Regions from separate parts of the Mus musculus genome. Here region 1 is linked to region 2. The links are chromatin contacts, called in public Hi-C maps. All regions are on one chromosome and are shown on one strand. Each heading gives the region's core, a stretch centred on a gene start, on an enhancer-like site or on the middle of the called end of the contact. The rest is flanking DNA. Distances are from core to core; before and after follow the strand shown. Region 1 has its middle 7.2 kb from the start of Ccl24. Region 2 overlaps Hip1 (huntingtin interacting protein 1).

Region 1 (6,381 bases), core at 2,697-5,196, 72 kb before region 2:
GGAGGCAGAGGCAGGTGGATCTCTGTGTTTGAAGCTAGCCTGGACTACAGAGACAACCTGGGCTACCAAGTGAGACCCCCGTCTCAAACAAACAAACAAACAAACAAACAAACAAACAAAAGAAAGAAAGAAAAGGAGAGGAGAGAATTGTTTTTGTTCAATTCTGCAAGTTGTCTTTTGACCTCCATGCCTGTGATGTGGCATGAATTGGCTCTCCTCGCCCCCTGGCACACGCACGAAAGAAAGAAAGAAAGAAAGAAAGAAAGAAAGAAAGAAAGAAAGAAAGAAAGAAAGAAAGAAAGAAAGGAAGGAAGGAAGGAAGGAAGGAAGAAAGAAAGAAAGAAAGAAAGAAAGAAAGAAAGAAAGAAAGAAAGAAAGAAAGAAAGGAAGAAAAGTGTATATTGAATAGTCACAAATGGTGAACGTATTAAAACCATAGTCTAATCCCAGAATATTCTATCACCCCTAAAGAGAAGCCCTGCCTCCAGTTCATCCCTGTGGATTTTCCTGTTCTATTTCCTCACTTGACCTTAGCCAAAGGTTGAGAAGCGTTTCCTCCAGTTATCTCTTTCAGATGGAAGAGTGTGGCCGGCATGCCTGGCTCTGGTCATTGAGAGGGATGGTCTCAGGGATTACCCACCATGAAGCATGGTCAGCACCTTATGCCCTTTTGCATATCAATAATATTCCACTGAGTGTAAACACGTCACAGTTTTTCCTACTCTCCTTTTTAGCAGTTATGAAACTGCAGCTGTGAATATTAATGTGCAAGTTTTCAGGGAATGCACATTTTGTTTTCTTTGCTTGGGTAGAGAGTCAGAGTAAGATTGAGTCATATCAGAACTCTATTCTTAACTTTGAGGAACTGCGAAATGTTTCCATATTGTCATGGCATTCATATTCCAACCGGCAATGAATGCAAGTTCCCAGTTTCCATGACACACTTGCTATTTTCCAATTTTTTTTGTGTTTAATTGTAGGAACCAAACCACACTCCATGTAGGTTTGCCTCCAGCCCAGCTCGGTGGGCTCAGTGCTCTCAGGCTGTTCCATAACAAAGGACCGTCTGACTCTCCGCAAAGCATCCCCTTTACAAAAAGATTCTGTGCTGTCTCAAACAGCTTCCCCAGCCCCCAGCCCCAAAGAATCAGAACTCTACTGTTGGATTATTTGGAGTATTTTTGTATAAATGGAAGACTGGGACTGTAGCTCAGATGTAGAGCCACTGATGTACCAGTTGTTGAGTAGAGGGGTCAACAAGATGGATCAGCAAGTAGAGGTATTGGCTGGTAAGCCTGCCCCATGTGGTGGATGGAAAGAACAGACACAAGTTGTCCTCTGACCTCCACATGCACACTGTGGCATGTGTGCAAAGGACACCAGCACAAACTAGCCAACTAAATGAATGAATGAATGAATGAATGAATGAATGAATAAATAAATAAATAAATAAATAAATGGGTAAAGAACTCTAACACTAACTAACTAACTAACTAACTAGCTAACTAACTGTTTAAAAGAAAGAATAAAGCTGGGTGTAGTGTTGCATAACTTTAATCCTGGCCTTGGGAAGCAGAGGGAGGTGGTTCTCTGAGGCCAGCCTGGTCTACAGAGTGAATTTCAGGACAGCTAGGGCTACACAGTGAGACCCTGTCTTGAATAAAACAAAACAAAAGCAAAAACCCTCAAAAAGCAAAACAAAAACAAAAACAAAAGGTTCCAGAGGACCATGGGTAGGTGGTGACCCATGGACCATGGGATCTGCTTGGAGTAAGTAGGTTTCTGGGTGCCTGCCATCCAACAGCATCTGGCCTTCACCCCTTCCAGTGTCCCCCTTCTTCCAGACTACCACAGGCAAGCAGCCTTGCTCCATCCCATGACTCCTCAGCCATGATGTTTAGCCTCACCTCAGACCTAAAGCTCTGGGAACAAAAGACCATGGAGGGCGACTGCTGAATCTGTGAGCAAAGTAATTCTTCTCTTCTTTATTTGAGGGGTAGGAGTGGGAGGGTGTCTAGGACAGGGTCTCACTATGTAGCTCTGCTGTCCTGGAACTCACTCTGTAGACCAGGCTGGCCTCGAATTCACAGAGCTCTGCCTGCCTCTATCTTGTGAGTGCTGGGAGTAAAGGTGTGCAGTACCACGCTCCACCACCTTTTCTTCTTTAAATGTTTTCTCTCAGGTACTTGTAAACAGTAGCCTAACAGAGTCCGTGTCTACTTTGTGTTGATGTAACTGAATGGCACATGGTTTTGAATTTCCTGTATTTTTATTTTATATATATATATATATATGTGTGTGTGTGTGTGTGTGTGTGTGTGTGTGTGTGTGTGTGTGTATGTGCACATGAGTGCAGTGCCCACAGAGGCCAGGAGAGGGAGCCCAGGAGCTGGAGTTGTAGGTGGTTGTGAGCCAGTCAATGTAGGACCTAGGAACTAAACTCTGGTCCTCTGAAAGGGCAGTAAGCACTCCTCAGCCATCTCTCCAGCTCTTTTTTTTTTTTTAAAAGAGATAGTGTCTCCCCACTGTAGCCTGGGATAGACTGGGATGCACCCAAGCTGACCTCAAACTCTGATCAGTCTTCTTGCCCTGGGTGCTGACTTTACAGGAGTGAGTCACTACACTGGTTCTGTACTTGATAAAGAAGAGGAATTTGTTTCTTATGGTTCAGGGGAATCCAAGGTCAAGGGATTACATCTGAGAAGGGCCTCTTGCTGTATCATCCTATAGTGGAGGGCAGAAGGGAGAAAGAAGGAAACGAGGGAGAAAAGATGTCTCACTGTGTATGTCTGTGTGTTTGTGTATGTACACTTATGTGCACATATATGTGGAGGCCAGAGGACTGCCTCAGCTGTCTTGCCTCAGGGGCCAGCATACATCTTATTTGTTTATTTCTGAGATAAGATCTCATTACCTGGAACTCACTATGAAGTCTAGGCTAGCTGTCCAACAAGCCCTAGGCATCCTCCTCCCTCTCTGCTTCTGGGGCTTCTGGGGTTACTGTGCACCCCCACACCAGCCTTCATTTTCATTTTTTAGACAAGGTCCTCAGTCTGAGCCCCGTCCTGTGTCACAAACCGTCTCCCACAGTCACACACATCTACTCGTGAGGGCAGAGCTCATGACTTAATGACCTCCTGAAGGTTCCTCCCATCTCTGTCTGTGTGCTTTGTGCTCCCCCTGCCCTTTCTCTGTGTTTCTTTCTCTCATGTGTGTCTCTCTTGTTGATTTCTCCATTTCTCTCTCTCTCTGTGGCATGTGTGTGTATGGGTGTGTCTGTCTGTCTGTCTGTCTGTCTTCCCTCCATGGGTTCTCAACCTTCCTAATTCTGGGGCCCTTTAATATAGCTAGCTCATCAGATACCATAAAGATATTTTTGTTGCAACTTTATAACCGTAATATTGCTACGGATATGAGTTGTAATATAAATATCTGTTTTCTGGTGGTGTTAGATGGCCCCTGTGAGACGGTTGTTTAGCCACCAAAAAGGTTGTGCCACACTGGTTGAGATCTACTGTTCTAGAGAAGGCAGCTGCACTTTTTCTTGTCCCTATCTAAGACTAGCCACCCCACCCCCACCCCATCAGCAAGGCTGGCAACAGGAACTCCTTACACCTGCTGTCCTCGCTACAGTGGACTGTGAGCCCTTGAAGCAATGGGCTCAAATAAACCTTCCCTCCCTCCAGTTGCTTCAGCCTTCTACTCGGTCCCCAACTCCTTCCTGTCACACCTGCCTGTGGGTACTGCTGAATCACCAACCGATGTGGCTGCCCCCAGATCAAGGCTGAATCTTGCAGAGACATTCATAGCTCATTCCACATATGAGCGCCACCCTCGCTGACTGTCGCAATCCTCCCTTTCCTCCCATCCACAATGATGGGGGTGAATGGAAACGCGCTTCTAAGGAATCTAGCAGTTCCCTAGGCAACCCGGGCTCTGCTCCAACCCTGCTTCCCCTCACTCTAAGAGCCCAGGCCTCTGCCCATGTGTTCTGAAAGGCCTGAGAGTGGTCTACGAAGGCCAGACTTTTGGCTCTGAGTGAGCGAGTTTACTGAGTCTCTGTAGAAAGCAGAAATACAAGCATAAGAGAAAGAGAAAACACAAAAGATCCAAGCAGGTGCTCAAAACATCCCACAGAGACCAACTGGGGAAGCCCATTGAGGCAGCAGGCTGGGGTTTCCGTGCAAAAGTCCGGGGAAGAGCAGCGCTTCCCATCACGTGGGGTTTCCAAATTAAACAGCAAGTAACTGGAGCTGGAGAGATGGCTCAGCAGTTAAGAGTACGAACCATCCTGGTAGAGGATGTGAGTTCCCATCTAATCACACACATGGTGGCTCAGGACCTGTAACTCAGGGGATCTAACGCTGTCTTCTGGCCTCATGCGTTCAAAGAAGCACACACACACACATTAACATAGTTAATTTAGAACTCGCAGATTCATGTGTGCATGCCGGGTGCCCCGCAGACTCTAAAGAGGGCATTGGATCCCCATCCACCCCCAGAACTGGAGTTACAGACAGTTGTGAGCTGCCATGTGGGTGCTGGGGATTGAACCTGTGTCCTCTGTGAGAGCAGCCAGTGCTCTAACCACTGAGCCATCGCTCAGAAACTGGTTGGGGAGGCTGAGGCAGTCAGCCCGGCTTCCCCATTGAACTTTCTTTCCGTGGTTGAACTTCCAGATTCTGTCTCCCACTTCAGCACCTTTGGTGTTGGCCTGGTGTGAACACTGGCGACCTCTGTTGGAAATGGGTCACCTTCCAGCTGTCCTCAAGGACGCTGTTTTCCCTTGGGAGGACGCATGCTTGGGTCTGGGATTGGGGAAGAGAAGCCCTGCTTCCTGAGTTGGCTTTTTAGTGAGCCCAAACAGCACATGACAAGATGAAGGTCATGTCTATTCCGCCATGCTCTGCTTCTGTGGCATTACAGCTGTCAGCGCCAATGTCCCTGCTGTGGTGGCCATGTGAAATGGCCACAGACTTCTGTGGTTGAACATCCATCCCCATGCTGATGGCTCTGATCTGGGAGGTTGGGAAATCTTTGGTATGGAGCCTCCCATTCCCTCAGTGGATGGGAATGGGTCATGAAAGGTGGGTCCTGAAGACTCTGCTCTGGCTCTTTGTGTCCTAGAAGTGCCATGTCCCTGTCAATGTGGACTGGGCCTCTCCTGCCCCATGCCTTCCTTGCCATGAAAGCCATGACCCAAAATAAACTTTTCTTGCGTTGCTTCTGTCAGGTGCTGAGAAAAATTAATACAGTCCTCTTCCTGGGACATGTCCTGAGATATTACAAACTGATTTATTTTTCTTCTCCTTTCTTTTTGTTTCTTCGGTATAGGTTCATGTACATGTTAGGCAGGTACTCTACGCTAAGGCAGCCCCTCACTGGGGGATTCTAGGCAGGGGCTCTACCACTGAGTCACGCCCCCAGCCCCTCACTGAGGGATTCTAGGCAGGGGCTCTACCACTGAGCCACACCCCCAGCCCCTCCCTGGGGGATTCTAGGCAGGGGCTCTACCACTGAGCCACGCCCCCAGCCCCTCCCTGGGGGATTCTAGGCAGGGGCTCTACCACTGAGCCACGCCCCCAGCCCCTCACTGGGGGATTCTAGGCAGGGGTTCTACCACTGAGCCATGCCCCCAGCCCCTCCCTGGGGGATTCTAGGCAGGGGCTCTACCACTGAGCCACGCCCCCAGCCCCTCACTGGGGGATTCTAGGCAGGGGTTCTACCACTGAGCCATGCCCCCAGCCCCTCCCTGGGGGATTCTAGGCAGGGGCTCTACCACTGAGCCATGCCCTTCACCCCCTCCCAACACGCCCCCCCCCGGGAGATTCTAGGTACTTGCTCTGTGGTTACAGTATACCCCAATCCTCTTTTCTCATTTTACTTTAAGACAGGATCATAGTCAGTTGCCCAGGTTAGCCTTGAACTCACTATGTGACCCTATATTGGCCTGGAATTTGTGGTTCTCCTGCTTCAGCCTCAGCTGGGTGACAGTCTGTGGTACAAGACCTGGTTCAACTCACATCTGACCTCAGAAAAATCTAGAATCATCTGTGTAAACTGTCACCTTAAGCAGAGTGTGGTGGCACACACCTGTAACCCTAAAGTTGTCCTCTGACCTCCACACATTTTCTATGGCACATGAGCATGCATGCTCACATGCACACACACACACACACACACACAAATAGTAAACAAATTTTTAAAACTTCCAACAATACAGCAGACATTTCTAGAATTATACTAGAGGAAAAGAAAAAAACAAAACAAAACAAAAAACAGCATAAAGCAAAATAAATAAAATAAATTTAAGAATTAAGTTAAAGATAAGCTTCAGTTTTAGCTGACAGAACAAGGTGTATTTTAGGTACAACGCAACAG
Region 2 (6,049 bases), core at 640-3,139:
TGTCTTTCTAGTGTGTGTGCACATGGCCAGGAAAGACTTGAGGTGATCTCTCTTTTCAGCTGATTTTCTTGAAATTCTGCACACAGCCCACTGCGTATTGAAGGTTTCTGCACATGCAGAGCTTCTCTGCAAAGAGCAGGAGATTTATAGTTCTAGAAGACTCGGGGAACCTCCGTCTAATCATTAGCTGACTTCTAGGTTAATGAAGCAAAGACCTCACTAGCCACGCAGGACCTGGAACCCAGGCTTTCCTTAATTACGGGGAAAGTCATTAAAGAAATAGCAGCTGAAATATGCGGAACTTCCCAGAAGGCAAGGCTTGCTTTGGGGGTTGCTAATGAAATGCCGGGTTTTAACAGAAAGTGTAAGCCATGCAGAGAAACCACGAAGAGTGGCAGAAACCGTAGGGCAGCTGAGATGGCTCAGCAGGTAAAGGTGCTTGCTTCCTGACATAGCTCCATCCAAATAACTTCTGTAAAGGGGAAAGGTGAGAACTAACTCCTGAAAGTTGTCCTCTGACCTCCACATGTGTGCCATGGCACATACGTGAGTGTACACATGCACACACGAAGCTATTTTAAAGACACTGTCTCCAATAAAGCCCAAACAGCCTACTGACTGTTTAATTTATGGACTGATTGGTTTAGAGACAGTGTCTTGTATAGCCCAGGCTAGCCTCGAGCACATTAGGTAGCTAAAGATGACCTTGAGTTTCTGATATTCCTGCTTCCGCCTCAGGGCTGGGATTATACTTTAAAAGTGTGTGTGTGTGTGTGTGTGTGTGTGTGTGTGTGTGTGTAAGCTCCCCAGTTTATGTAGTGTTGGGAATAGAGCCCAGGGCATCAGGCATGCTAGACAACTTTAACAACTAAGTTACGTCCCCAGCTCCCAAACTGTCATTTTTTTTTTTTTTGTCTCTTTGTTTGTTTGGACAGGGTCACCATATGCAATGTAGATCAGGCTGGCCTAGAACTCACAGAGATCTCTCTCCTTTGGCATGTTGAGTGCTGGGATTAAAAAGTGAGAGTGTGCCATTTCATCTGACCCCGAATTGATTACTTAAAATATCTAAAATAGCTGATTTGGGAGTTGGCATGTCCATCTTATGAAATCAAACTGACTGAATAGTCTAGAATTGGCGCTGTATTTTGCAACCACAATTTAACTGTGACTTGGGACGGTGCCAAGGCATTTGCCACACATAAGACAGAGTCAGCACAGTCTAAATGAATTTTAGAGTCTTAGTGTTTGTGAGCTTATTCAGCCTTTCTGACAGTCTTGTAAAGTGAATTTTGTTGTTTCTTCTTTAAAAAAAAAGTGTGTGTGTACACACATATAAATATATATATATATATTATATATATTTACCCACTGTGTATATATCTCTCTTCCCATCAGGTGGGTGCCGGGATTGAGCCCAGGTCATCAGGCATGGTGGCACTTTTACTTGGTGAGCCATCTCAATGGGCCAAATTGTTTTGTTTCAATACTGGGATTTATGCACGGAGCTAGAGGGGTCCTGGTGGTTAACCCTTTCCTGAGTAGCCCGAACCACGCCTCAGAGACCTCACGTCCCTCCCATCATTATCCGAGAAGTAAGTGAGGGCTTTGGATTTATTCCAGAATCGGTTGGCAAGACGCCACTATTTCCAGAAAGTCTATTTTATAGCCTGCCTTTGATACTTGCCCATTCCTGCGTCTATTTAAATAATGTTTTCCCATTAATCATATTAATTTTAGAAAAGCTATTTCAGAAACAGTTTCAAAAATTGCCACGGTTACCAGTTTAAAGTCTTTCTTTCCAGCGTCTGCCTATAAATACCCTGCCTATAGATACAGCTGCGCTCATGCATATGCACGCACGTATATATTTATACCGTTTTATGAGATTGCACTCATGCTCTATAAATGGGTTTCTAGTCTGCGTCCTCACCTCCTGAGGTATTGTGAGGCTCAGAATAGCTTAACGGTGGAGGTTAATTGGGCCTCCAAGCCAGAGTGCAACACCCTGTTCATTGCATGCCTTTGGGAATTATTAAACCCCTTTGTAGCTGGGTTTTTTTCTTCCTGATCCTAGCGGATCTCTGCTGTTCTCCCCACCCCATCCATTTTTTTCCTATGTGTATGGGGGAGGGGTACTTGTTGGGTGTAGAGGTCAAAGGACAACTTAGGGATTTGGTTCTCTCCTTCTGCCATGTGGGTTCCGGATATAAAACTCAGGTCCTCAGGCTTAGTGGCAAGCACTCTTGCTCACTGAGTCCTCTCATTGCCCTGGGACCTCTGTTCTTAGGGTTAGGAGCTGCTCGTCTGATTTTTCTCCTACAGGCCATCAGGAGTCTTTGTCTCTGAACTATCTTTTCTTTGCTTCTTTACTTCTTTGTTCCTTCCTTCTTTCTTTCCTTCCTCCTCTTCTTCTTCTCTTCCTCATTCTAGTACCCTCTCCTCCTCTTCCTCACTATGTGGATCCCCCCCTCAAAACAACAACAAAAAAACCCTACCATATGAGAGACCATCCAGATGGCTCAGATAAGTCACCTGCATGATGATGGAGGAAGAGAGCCAGCTCCTTCCACAGTTGCCCTCTGACCTCCACCTGAGTGCTGTGCTCCTGTGTGTGCAGGCACACACCTAAAAGAGCCCATTTTTTTGGACAAACTGTAAGAAGGCTGTTGATGGGTTAAGTTGGAAGAAAGGGAGGAAATTCCAGGAATCGGTTGGGATCAAGTTCACTCTGCTTCTCTGCACGTGTGGGTTCCTGGATGTGGCGTGGTGTCAGATGCATGATGGGATTGGGCAGTTTTGCAAAACTAACAATATGGAAATGATAGTAATATGAAGGAAATGACAGCCGTCATCTGGGTCAGACTTGTTGGTCCCATATGGTTTTGAGTGGTTTTGTGTTGTTACCACTTGAGCAGTCACGTGATGCCCTACCATGATGTAGGATGCTGTTTGGCACAGCCTGGAGTCATCGAGCCATTTCCCCACTAAGGCAGTCTACCTATCCTCATTGTTCACCCACGCCTTGCTATCTGCGATGATTAGTAAATTGGAAGAACTTAGACTCAACTGGTATATGGACATGCCTATTGATTGCAGAAATTGGGATGGGAAGATTGGCCCACTTCGGGCGGCGCCATTCCCTAGCTGGGATCCCTGACTGTACAAATCGACAAAGGAGCTGAGTGGCAGCATGCATTCACCACGCTCTGCTTCCTGAGAACGTTCTTCAAGCCCCACCACCTTGACACTGCTCCCATGTGGACTGTGCCCTGAGCTGTAACTCAGAAAGATCTTTCTCCTCTAAGTTGTTTTTGTCACAGTGTTTTGTGACAGCATCAAGAAGAGGAAGTGGGACACTATCCTAAAACATTTCTCCAACAGTTGCTTTTCAGGTGCCCTTTTTTCTGGACCTTCCTTCCTTCTTCATCCGCCATTCTGCCTCGTAGTAGAGGTTGGAAAAAGGAGACCCTCCAGTGTGGGCCTCCTCTCCGTTTCTGATTTACATAACTAGAAAGTTAGGGGCGGGGGGGGGGGGGGATACCTGCTACTCCTGGAGTCTCCAAGGAGAAGACTCGGCTACCTTCCCAGACATAGAATTAAATAAATAGAGGTGAAAAGCAGAGCGATCCTCAGTCGGTGGGTAGTGGAAAGAGGAGCAGATGAAAGGGTCCCTTGGCCAATGAGCTCCAGATGGCAGCCCTTCCCCACCCACCCAGCTCCAGAGTTACAGATGTGTCCAGGTTTTAAATGTTTCCTGGAGATCCTAACTTGGGTCCTGGTGCCTTCAAAGCAAGCCCTTTACCTACCTACTGACTGAACCATCTCTCCTGTCCCCAACAAGAGCAACTGCTGAGTTCCTGTTACAATTCAAGGCTCCATGATGTCATGATGCAATCTTCTCTGAGCCCCGTTCTCCACCTAAGCCTGGGTCACCGCACTCTCTCAGGCCCAGTCTCTCCTCAGAGCCCTCTTTCTGTCACCCATCCCCCACCCCTGGGGCCACTCCTCTGAGGCCCTCCACCCACGCCCACATGCAAATCTTTCCTTCTTTAGAAGCCCACTGCCTTCTCTGGAATTTTCCATCTCCTAAGGAGCTTCCCGAGGCTCTCCGCCCATCTCCTTCATCACTCATCCAGGGGATACAGTTTTTTTCCTCCCTCCCTCCCTGACTTCTTGTGCTTCAGGGTGTGACCAACATCTCCTTACTGTAGGGCTGTCTGTCCCATAAATATGTCTTAAATATGTCAAATGCTGGAAGTTTGAACCAACAACATCTCGGGTTGAACCAGACTTCTTTCTTGCCCCAGGCAAACTCTGGTGTTTGCAGAGACCCCCACACCCTACTATGAGCTACAATCCCAACCTTCCCCTCCCACCATAGTCTGCTTTATGCTCTCCTCCATTCCCATTCCTTGCCCCTACCCCATCCTGGACCCCACCCCATAGCCTACTATCCAGTCTTCTCCCAGTGCCTTCGGTATTGGAGCAAATGTAATCCTCAAAGCCGTGATACTACAAGATCCCCCTTTTAAAGCAACCAGTGTCTCATTCATAAAACTCTCCTGTTTGGAGGCAGAAATAAGAGAAAAGAAGCCTTCAGTGGGCTGCCGGGGATGTGGCTCAGTGGTGCTGTCTTGCCTAGCCTGTGAAAAGCTCTTGATTTTACACACAAACACATACACACACACACACACACACACACACACACACACACACGTACCCTAGATAAATAAAAGGAAATAAAGCAATTCTGGGGCAATTAATGGAGCCTGAGGAAGGGAGAGACATTTTCTCCTGTAGTGTAGCCACTAGTAAGGTACCCACACTCCTGAAGATAACCATTCATCCATGCTCCCATAAGCAACTGGGTTGAAATAAATCATTGGATCAACAAAGGGGGGGGGGCGTGCAGATAGAAGGAAAAGGGTCATTAGTTTAGAAGAGGAAGGGGAGGGAGACAAGAGAGGGTTATGAGGGTGAATATGACCAGAGTACATTATACAGATATAAGAAAATAGCATAATAAAACCCATGCATCGTTGCAGGGTGTGGTGGCTCACGGCAGGTGGGTCTGAGTCTGAGGTCAGGCTGGCTTAATAGAGAGTTCCAGGGCAGCCAGGGCTACGTATCAGTGCCCTATCTCATACATACAGACGGGGCCGGAGAGATGTCCTCTGTGGTTAAGGACGCTTGCTTCTCTTCCAGAGGACTCAAGTTCCACCCCCAGCACCCACAGGGTGGCCCACAAGCATCTGCAATTCTGGTGTCAGGAGATCTGAATTCCTCTTCTAGCCTGTAAGTGCATCAGGCAGGCATGTGGTACACAAACACACAGGTAAAACCTCATATATATCAAATGAATAACATCATAAAATCATAACTGGGCGCGGTGGGGCACACCTTTGATCCCAGTGCTTCGGACGCAGAGGCAGGTGGATCTCACTGAGGTCAGAGGTCAGCCTCTCTACATGTGAGTTTCAGGTCAGCTGGAGATCTACATAGTGAAACAGTGTGGGGGGGGGGGAGAGGGAGAGAGAGAGAGAGGAAAATGGCAAACAAAATAAACCCATTATTATAGATAATTAGTATGCTTGTAAAACACCTTAAAAGGAGGTGGGTATTAGCCTTTTACAGATGAGCAATAAAAACATTAAAGCATTGGGCATTCATGCATAAACAGAGTAAAGCCCCCCCCCCTCCCGTAATCCTTACTGACTTTAGCTAATTTTATGTCTTTTGCCTTTGTTTTCATATTATACCCAACTCCACTGTGCTGTTTACGTATTTATTTTTAAGAATATTTATTTATTTTTAAGTGCATTTATATTTTGCCTGCATGTGTGCCTGTGTGAGGGTGCCAGACCCCCTGGAACTGGAGTTACAGACAGCTGTGAGCTGCCATGTGGGTGCTGGGAATTGAACCCAGGTTCTCTGGAAAAGCAGTCAGTGCTCTTAACCACCGAGCCATCTCTCCAACCCACTTCTTTATTGACTTAGATGGAGGCCATGCTATATAGCCCAGGCTGGTCTCAAATACCTCTGTTCA

The links. A called contact is a pair of places that touch in the nucleus more often than the background predicts.
Region 1: a contact with region 2 is called in a Hi-C map of cortical neurons, with 2.5 times the contacts expected there. The contact joins two enhancer-like sites. A contact is called at or near these places in 2 of 39 promoter capture datasets (embryonic stem cells and macrophages), 1 of 15 datasets of contacts at CTCF or cohesin (pro-B cells), 10 of 484 Hi-C or Micro-C datasets (ECoMG myeloid progenitors, Th1 cells, Th2 cells and 6 more), 2 of 115 datasets of contacts at active chromatin or transcription factors (both in embryonic stem cells) and 2 of 9 other capture datasets (adipose tissue and pancreatic islet).

What each region holds. Positions count from the first base shown.
Region 1 is chr5:135,577,011-135,583,391 of GRCm38.p6, reverse strand. No RefSeq gene overlaps it. Among named protein-coding and RNA genes, the nearest start is that of Ccl24, 7.2 kb to the right of the region's middle. Within about 2 kb of position 3,946, at least 19 of the 459 cell types and tissues checked have an H3K27ac peak or open chromatin away from gene starts, as enhancers often do. A contact at or near this core is called in cortical neurons, where this site is marked.
Region 2 is chr5:135,503,606-135,509,654 of GRCm38.p6, reverse strand. The region is part of intron 1 of Hip1 (huntingtin interacting protein 1); the gene reads left to right. Among named protein-coding and RNA genes, the nearest start is that of Gm52790, 29 kb to the left of the region's middle. Within about 2 kb of position 1,889, at least 12 of the 459 cell types and tissues checked have an H3K27ac peak or open chromatin away from gene starts, as enhancers often do. A contact at or near this core is called in cortical neurons, where this site is marked.